2 separate regions of the Mus musculus genome follow, and region 1 is linked to region 2. A link is a contact called in public HiChIP or PLAC-seq data. All regions are on one chromosome and are shown on one strand. Each heading gives the region's core, a stretch centred on a gene start, on an enhancer-like site or on the middle of the called end of the contact. The rest is flanking DNA. Distances are from core to core; before and after follow the strand shown. Region 1 has its middle 7.6 kb from the start of Gm46569. Region 2 overlaps Hunk (hormonally upregulated Neu-associated kinase).

Region 1 (4,403 bases), core at 1,520-4,019, 290 kb before region 2:
TTGGAGGGGGTGCCATTGAGCTTGCTGTATGATGGTGGTGATGGGTGGTCTGCTGGCTCTTTTCCCTCTCCCCACGACCCTGGAGGAGTCTGTGCTAAGGGCAGCCCTCAGACTGTAGTGAGTGTCAGGTCTGATGCTGTCCAGCCCTAGAGACAAAGGCCAGCTAGCTGTCAAGATAAAAACAGCTGTTGGAAGTGGAGTCTGGGAAAATATTCCAGTAAAGAATCCTGGGAATTCTCGTCTTACACGGGGGGAGGTCTGGAGGGGGTGATAAGAAGGGGAAAGAAGGCAGCCTGTACTAAACCCCAGGAGACAGCTGTATAGCTGGAACTTCCTCTATTCCAAGTACCTGTGCCTTCTCAGTGCAATGAGAAAATCATGGAGGAAATACCATAGACCACATATAAAGGGGGCTGATGTTTTGCTTCCTTCCAATGCCCCTCATGAGCTATCAGTGTCTGATTTGAGTGCTAGGACATGCTGGGGCACCATCTCTATGGTGCCCCTGGGAGTGAGTGCCTCAGTATGCACACATTGGGATAGGTTCTGAGGAACCCTCTTTTTTAGTTCTGCTGAGCACAGAAGAGATCAGCCTGAGTAGAGGTTACCCTCACCAAGTACAGAAATAGCCATTGTTGAGTCCAGAGAGAGGAAGCCATGAACTATACCGGTAAGCCATGGGAGATCTGACACTACCGGCTTGCCAGCAGGAAAGCTTGTAGGACTTTCACAGTTCTTAAGGCCTCAAAGTCAAATGGTATCTCTTCCCATCCATGTAGGAAAGTATTTTGAGTTAAAAGGAGCTAGAAATCCAAATTAACAGAGACAAGAATTTTTGAGCTTTTCTAAAAGATAAAGAGAATATATTTTACTTTCCTGACAAGGTTAAAAAAAAAATGAGCTCAAAGTCCAGGGAGATGGTTCTGGGGGTAGAGGCACTTTTGGCTGTGCGAGTCTGGTGACCTGGGTTAGAGCTCCAGAAACCATACAAAGGATGAGAGGGAATGATCTGCAAGGCCGTGCTCTGGGTGAGAGGAGCCCTGTTGAGAGAAGGAAGGCATCTGTCAGGCCAGGGTGAGCTGGTATGATGGTTTGTGTATGCTTGGGCTAGGGAGTGGCACTATTAGGAGGTGTGGCCTTGTTGGAGTTGGTGTGTTAATGTGGGCGTGGGTCTAGTATCCAAGTCCTAGCTGCCCGGAAGTGACTCTTCCACTAGCTGCCTTCAGGTGAAGCTGTTGAACTCTCAGCTCCTCCTGCACCATATTAGCCCGGATGCTGCCCTGCTCCTGCCTTGATGATAATGGACTGAACCTCTGAACCTGTAAGCCAGCCCCAATTAAATGTCCTTTATAAGACTTGCCTTGGTCATGGTGTCTGCTCACAGCAGTAAAACCCTAACTAAGACAGTTGGCGTTTGATGGGGCAGAAACAAGACTATTCTGCTGGAGCAGAGAAGGTCAGGGAGCCGTTCCTTCACTGGGGACGGCTGCCTCACGGTCATTCAAAGATCTTGAGTGATTCTAAGTTTGCCGTGATGCTCACCATGAATCTGTACCGAACGAAGCGCTTCCACTAAGTTTGGAACCATGTTGGTGACAGCCTGGAGAAAGGATTGGGATTAGGAGTCACCTGCTAGCACTGATCAAGGGCTCAAAAAAGGCTTCTAGCATCTGCCTAGAGGGGGGTGGGCAGTGAAAGCAGTCTGTCCTTCAGTAAGGAGAACCTGGAGAGACACCAGTGATAGCAGCCTCTTGCCTTGGCTTCGTTGTGTTAGGTGGCAAGTCATAAAGAGAGGGGTGTTCAGTTTGTTCTCCAGTGTGACTGGTCTGATGAGAGATAGACATCCCATTTGTGGGTGTGGAGGGGTAGAGGTCAGGGTTCTGATTGGAACTTCCTGAACTCCAGCTTTCGGGGCTTTGGGTGGCAGGCGGGGGAGGGGCCCATGTCAGTTTCTTATGGGGAAGAGCTAGTGACTCATCAAAGATTAATGATCATGAGGGGAGGGAGGGTGGGAGAGAAGGATGATGTGGATACAGAGAGAGCAGGAAAGGAGGGCGGAGCTGAACCGGCCATGTAGCACCCTCAGTGATTCTCTGAATCGACATCTCCCAGCGGGGTAAATGACGACAGTCCTCGGGCATTTCTTTCCGACCTTCCTTCTCCTTCCCTGCTGCTCCCAGGACTCTTGATTCTTGCCCTGAGACTATGGTAAGAGGAGGGAGGACACCCAGTACTCTGTCAGGCCAAGTGGGAGAGAAGCCAGACTTGTTCAACATCTGTCCCATCAATCTAGACATGATGCTCCTCCCAGAAGCTCCGAGGAAGCTGGAGGAGACAGAGGCAGCCACCCCCGGGTCACAGGAAGGCCTCTGTGAGTGAGACCCCATCAGGGATGAGAGAGATGGGAGGTCCAGTGTCTCAAGGGTAGGGTTGGAGTCTGCAGTGAACCTCGGAGTCTTGGTCAGTCAGGGAGTCTTAACGACAGTGATGCAAGTGATCTTGGGTTTCCTTTGGGGTCACTCCAAAGCAAGGCAGAAAAGGTAGCTTTCTTAGTTTAAAGAAGACTGAAATTCACTGCCCACTGTTTTCTTTCTGTTATTTTCCTAGTTTCTTGATGCCTGTAACCTCCTATTCTCTGGGACTGCTCCCAACAAAGGAAGATCTACATGCTTTGACTGTAAGAGAAACTAGAGAGGGAGAGAGCCATCCAGAGCCCAGACCTCTCTTTCTAGAGAACTGCAAAACTCCGAGGTGGAAGCAGCTGCCAGTCAAAGGTTAAATAAACATCACACAGATGGGAAGAGTTAGAGAGGGCTTGGGAATTTGCTGGGGTCAGAACCATGTCTTAAAGGGCACACAGAGTGAAGCAAAGGGCTCTATGCAGAGACTGGGTTTAGATCTCTAGCCTTGTTAGGACTGGACATAAAAGGAGCAAGATGAAGTGTTTCTGACATTGCTTTCATCCCTCTTCAAGTCCCAGTGGTTTGAACAAGCAGCAAACCCATTGGCATTTGGCTATAAATGGAACGTGTGCCCTCATCCTCAGTTACATTTAAGAGAGCATCACTGAGCACCCCAGCCTGCCTGGTTCTTAGCTCAGCACAAGGCTAGCACCGAGGCTAGTGTCGAGAGAGGAGAGAGCCTCAGTACGAACTCCAGGGCCATCACCCTGGGAACTCAGGCTAGCAGCACCCTGTTGGTCCCCTTTGGCCCCATGGCAGGTGCCTCATCTAAAAGCACAGCAAGCTGGTAAGTGGCTGGCTGTCGTCATCTGCTAGGCTGCCATAGGAAAACGTCATGGACCATGTGACTTGGGTAACAGCCACGTGTTTGCTTGAAGTCCTAGAGGCTTTAAGTCTGAGGCTAAAGGGAACTCATCTGTCTTTGCAGGCTTAGCCATCTTCCCAGCATGTCCTTGTGGAGGTCTGGATTAGAAACATCCCCCATGGTCTCATGTGTGCCAATACTTGGTCCCCTCGCTGGGGTGCTATTTGGAGAGGTCTTGGGACCTTTGGAAGGTGGTGTCTGCTCACCTCATGTTACACATGAGATACTACCTCCAACCCTCTTGCCACGATATAGACTAGAACCCCCAAATCCTGGAAAGGCTCAGAGAAAGGCACTTCCTGACAATCCAGCCACCAGCCTTGGCTGGCATGGCTGCTGCCTTTGGAATTCTGTAGACCTGTACCCAGTGATGGAGTTGGAACAAGAGCCACATGCTCACACACACATGCAATGGCACCCAGGTAGAGATCACAGGACAGCTAGCTGGGGTCAGTTGTCTTCTTCCACCATGTGCATTCCAGGAGTTGAACTCAGGTTGTTAAGCTTGGCAGCAGGCACCTTTACCCACTGAACCAGCTCGCCAGCCCACATGGATGGGTCTTGAAACTTTTACTATATACTTTGAATGTCTTTTTTTGTGACTGAATTATTCACATTTTCTTACCCTGGCCAAAGTCTTATGCCAAATGAATGGTAGAACCAAAGAGAGGAAGACCATGCCTCAGGGGCCCAGTAAGGAGTTAACAGAACCGTAGAAGAAGATAGAAGTGGGTATAACGTGTTTGGAGGGATACCAATTCAAACAGCATGGTCCCAGATCTAGGTCCAGTTGGACCTCAAAGAGGGGACAAGAGGCAAGATATGCTGGCACAGTCGCTCATCCTAACAGATGGGAGAGGGGTGACGGCTATGGTTGGAATGTGGTTTGTTCTCCAAATCTGTGTGCTTGAGGCTGAATGGTACGGAAGCCAGACATTGGGAGCAGATCTCCTGCCTGATAACCAGGTGGAGTATGGTTCCTTCCATTGCTGTGGGTAGATGGAAGGGGACCCTTCTAGTTTGTCCCTGTGTAGTGTGTTGGGAACTGTTGATGCAATAGCTCGCACACGTCAAAG
Region 2 (4,383 bases), core at 977-3,476:
GGACTCAGGAAACTGGGGCCTCTGACAGGAAGATGAAGTACTATTGATACACGTTTTGTGGAGGCCATGCAATCTCTCTGGGCATTCCCCACACTTGGCCTCTGAGGGAAATCCATAAACGCCGTAGCTAAAATATTGCGTTCTCGATCCCCATTCGCTGCTCAGCCCTCATTTCTGTCCCTTTTTTTTTCTGACTCAGACCCCATATGATCCAGAGTCTACACCAATGGCTACATAAGGGAAGCCTAGATTATACGAGTGGAAAGCAAAGAGACCCAACAAAGGCAAAGGGCAATGGGTGGGCTCTGTATAGCTACAGTTCCCAGTCCACCGAACTCGTTCACTGAGATTAGCAGCAACCCAAGGATACCCCAAGGTGGGCATTCTGCACTCCACACTCCCTACACACCATCCTTACGATGGTAACTGTGCCTAAACCTCCCTTAGAAGAGTCCCCTGGGTTCTCTGAGACTCTATGTTGTCATCATCTACTGCTTCAGCGACTGAATCCCTTCCTCCTTCCTCCTGCTCACAACCAAGTTTCTTCTTTCAGGACATTCCATCTGGGCTAGCCTCCAGAACATTCCATCTGGGCTAGCCTCCTGCAAGGCTGCAAGCATAGCGCTCACTCTGAGCCTTCTCTGTTTCTATCCATCACATGGTGAGGCTGAAGCATTGTCCCTAAGTGCCATGACAGGACATCTCTAAATACGAGCCCTTAAGAAGATCATTGAAATTCTCCATCATTGGGTACCAGCCCTGCTTCCTGCTCCCTCCGCTGTATTTTTCTTGGAACACATCTTATTTTGACAACTTACAGTCTATCAATTGCTGTTTGCCCCCCTCGCTTTTGTTCAGATAAAGTTTGCATTCTTCAAATGCTTTTGCATAATAGTCATCGTGAAACACGGACTCCTTTATTTTGCTCATTCCCTATAATTATTATTATTATTATTATTATTATTATTATTATTATTATTATTATTATTATTGGGAAGGATGTCACAGCCTGCGTGTGAAGGGCAAAGGGCAACTTTGTGGAACCAGTCCTCTTCCACTTTCATGTAGGCCAGAGATCCAACTCGGGTGTGGCCAGCACTTCTTTCTGACTGGACCCCCTTGCTGGCCTTCATATCCTTATCCTACCCCGCCCTCCTCGCAACTCTTTCTCTCATTTTCTCGCTCTTTTTTTTCAGGGTTTTTAAAAAGAGTGACATATAACAGAACCACTTTCAACACTTTATATGTGTTTGCGTTTGTGTGTGTGAGAGTGCACTTGTGTGTGGGGAGTGCACACTTGAAGCGAGAGTATGCATGCATGGGTGTGAGTGAGAGTGTACAGAGCAGAGGTCACCTAAGCAGGGACCATCTGCATTGTTTTCTAAGGTAGGATCTCTCAGTGGTCCAGAGCTCATCAGTAAGTGAGTCAGTGAACTCCAGGGATGGTGTGTGTGTGTGTGTGTGTGTGTGTGTGTGTGTGTGTGTACCACATGCATGACTGGTGCCTAAGGTCAGAAGAGGGTGTGAGGTCCCTTGAAATTGGAGTTACAGATAGTTTCAACCTACCCTGTAGATAAGACGAACCAAACCTGGGTCCTCTGCAAGAGCAACAGGTACCAATGAGCCATTTTCTTCCAGCCTCTGCATTCAGAGTTCTTAATGAGCTATCATACAAGCTCTTCGTCATATAAAGCCTTGGAACTCTTTTGACACATATTTCACACTTCAACGACACATCTTTTATGCCTGGCTCATCTCTAGTATGCGGTAGCCATTACGGTCAGACGGTCAGAGGCAACTACAGCAAACTGTTAGGAAGTTCTAGCCACGTAGCTTTGTTCAAATTAATTGGTCTCTAAGCATACTGCCTGCCTGAGACCCAGAACTCAGCCAAAAAGTCAAAGTGCAGCTGAACCTACTTGGCCCTCAGAGCTAAGCTGAGGGTCCCAGAACTGAGAAATCCCAGACAAGAAGCTTCCCTGTAGTGACTCAGGGATAATAAGATTGACCAAGGTGTTACACGCTGTGCTTGGCACACGGTGACCATCATCCAAGGCTCCTACTGAGTAACTATTAATGACACACAGCTCTGGGCAGGCACAGAAGTCAACACTGGGAGGCAGAGATGACAAGGACCCAGGGGAGTGACAGACAGGATAGCTCCGGGAGAGGAAGGATTAAGTCCACACAGGGCTCCAGCAGGGCTCCGGGTCTGCATTCACTCTGCATTCACTCAAGCTCCTTACAGCTCGCTGCAGGTGGCTTCCTTCAGCCTCGCTGCCTAAGTCCCACCTAAATCACCTTCTGTCAGACCAGCCCCGGAGCCGCGTTCCTCAGACTCTCGGAAAAGAAGGCCCTTCCCCGGACTCTGCTCTGATTTATCCCCGTGCAATTATGATGTCAGTCTGAATAAAGCAGAATTTGTGTTCCTGCAAGGCCTTCATAAATCCTCCTGGCCTCCTTTCCTCTCCACGGAAGACTAAATGCTCAGCTTCACAGAAAAGCGGATAACAGCTCAGGAAGGACACAGAATCCATAAGCAGAAAGAGGGGGACTGCGGGGGGGGGGGGGGGGGGGAGGGGGGGTGTGCAGGTCTGTGTGTGCATGCTTCTGTGAACAGGGCAGAGCTGTTTGGAGGCCCGATGGCTGAGATCCTAAAACTAAGGTCTCTTTTCCTCTTCTTTTTAACACAAGTTGTTCGCCCAATCTCTCTCATCATCTCCCAGAATATTCATTCATTCACTTACTCACTCGTTCACTCATTCATTCATCCATCCATTCAGGCTACCTGAATACAATGGCTGCCTCAATAACAGAAATCTGTGGCTTCACAATTTTTAAGGTCCGAAGTTCGAGATCAAAGCCTTAACAGGGGCAGTTTCTTGGGAGGCTTCTCTGTGGCTGGCAGAAAATCCCTTCTCACAGTATGGTTGACACTCTCACCTCCATAAGCCCATCCCTTTATTCAAACTTCCTTTCAGTTTCTTCTTCTTTTTCTTTTCTTTTTTTTTTTCTTTTTTAACTACATTTACTTCTGAGGGATGCATATGTGTGTGGTTGGAAGAGCCACAGCGGGCATGGGGAGGTCAAAAGGCAACTTGTAAGGGTCAATTCTCTCCATCTGTGATGTAGGTCTGGGGATCCAACTCAGGTCATCAGGTGGCAGCAAATACCTTCACCCACTAAGCCATCTCAACCAGCCTCGCTTGTAGATCCTCCTGTATCTGTCCTTAACTCCCAGGGAAGATGCTCACTCTCCTGGACCCTTCAGCCTTCATAGGAGCAGCTTCCTTGGCCCTCGCCCCTGGCCTCTCCTCACCATGCACAGACTCTTTATAGAACATTCGAATGTGGTACCCGGTCATCCCTCATCTCTTCCGTGCCCACCTTCAGTTACCACTGCCAGGCCATCACTTAAAAGAATCCAAACTCCTCATAAAACAAGACTCAGACTGGACCACAGGCCATAATGAGGATGGCAGCTCATTTTCCTCTTCAAAGACTCTGTTTGCAAAAACAGCCATCTTCCAGGTACTGGGAGTCAGTCGGGGCTTTGACATGTGCACTGGAGGGCTCAAGGAGTCAATAACTTTCACATATTTTAATGCTAAGAAAGGAAGATCTGAAGGACAAGAGGCCCAGAACCTAGGAGAAAGGATGCTACTGAGTAAGCCCGGCCCAACCAATCACAGGATGCGTCTTCCAGCTGGGGCACTGTAGTGTACTTCCTATGCCGTCGTTAACTTCTTTATCGATAAGTATAACTCTTGTGCCTTAGCTTTTGCTCTTTATCTTTGAAAAGAAAGTTACCATGTCTTTATGGGTATTTACCACACTGGGTTCTCTCTTTTCAGCTGCTTTGAACTAAATTTAGGAGATGTCTTAGTTAGGGTTTTACTGCTGTGAGCAGACACCATGACCAAGGCAACTCTTATAAGGACAACATCTAATTGGGGCTGGCTTACAGGTTCAGAGGTTTGGTCCATTATCATCATGGCAGGAACATGGCAGCATCCAGGCAGGCATGGTGCAGGAGGAGATGAGAGTTCTATATCTTCACCTGAAGGCTGATAGAAGAATACTGGCTTCCAGGCAACTAGGATGAGGATCTTATAGCCCACACCCACAGTGACACACCTACTCCAACAGAGCCACACCTTCTAATAGTGCCACTCCCTGGGCTGAGCACATACAAACCATCACAGGAGCCAACAAGTTACTAACTTTCTAGTCTTTATCATTTAAAGTCCAGGAGGGGGTTAAACAAAGGAGGAGCTGTGTAGCTCAGTCAGTAAAGGCTGAGACAGGAATCTGATACTCACTGGCCAGTCAGCCTAACATCAATTGGTAAGCCCTGGGCCAAGGAGAGACCCTGCCTCAAAA

Evidence for each region. HiChIP or PLAC-seq counts read pairs in DNA pulled down with a chosen protein or histone mark.
Region 1: an H3K4me3 HiChIP or PLAC-seq map of neural tube shows a contact between it and region 2, with 4 times the contacts expected there. The contact joins two enhancer-like sites. A contact is called at or near these places in 7 of 484 Hi-C or Micro-C datasets (the HL-1 cell line, the N1E-115 cell line, cerebellar granule neurons and 4 more), 12 of 115 datasets of contacts at active chromatin or transcription factors (SST interneurons, cardiomyocytes, embryonic basal ganglia and 9 more) and 2 of 9 other capture datasets (adipose tissue and pancreatic islet).

What each region holds. Positions count from the first base shown.
Region 1 is chr16:90,702,262-90,706,664 of GRCm38.p6, reverse strand. No RefSeq gene overlaps it. Among named protein-coding and RNA genes, the nearest start is that of Gm46569, 7.6 kb to the left of the region's middle. Within about 2 kb of position 2,769, at least 12 of the 459 cell types and tissues checked have an H3K27ac peak or open chromatin away from gene starts, as enhancers often do. A contact at or near this core is called in muscle stem cells and neural tube, where this site is marked.
Region 2 is chr16:90,416,699-90,421,081 of GRCm38.p6, reverse strand. The region is part of intron 1 of Hunk (hormonally upregulated Neu-associated kinase); the gene reads right to left. Among named protein-coding and RNA genes, the nearest start is that of Hunk, 32 kb to the right of the region's middle. Within about 2 kb of position 2,226, at least 30 of the 459 cell types and tissues checked have an H3K27ac peak or open chromatin away from gene starts, as enhancers often do. A contact at or near this core is called in muscle stem cells and neural tube, where this site is marked.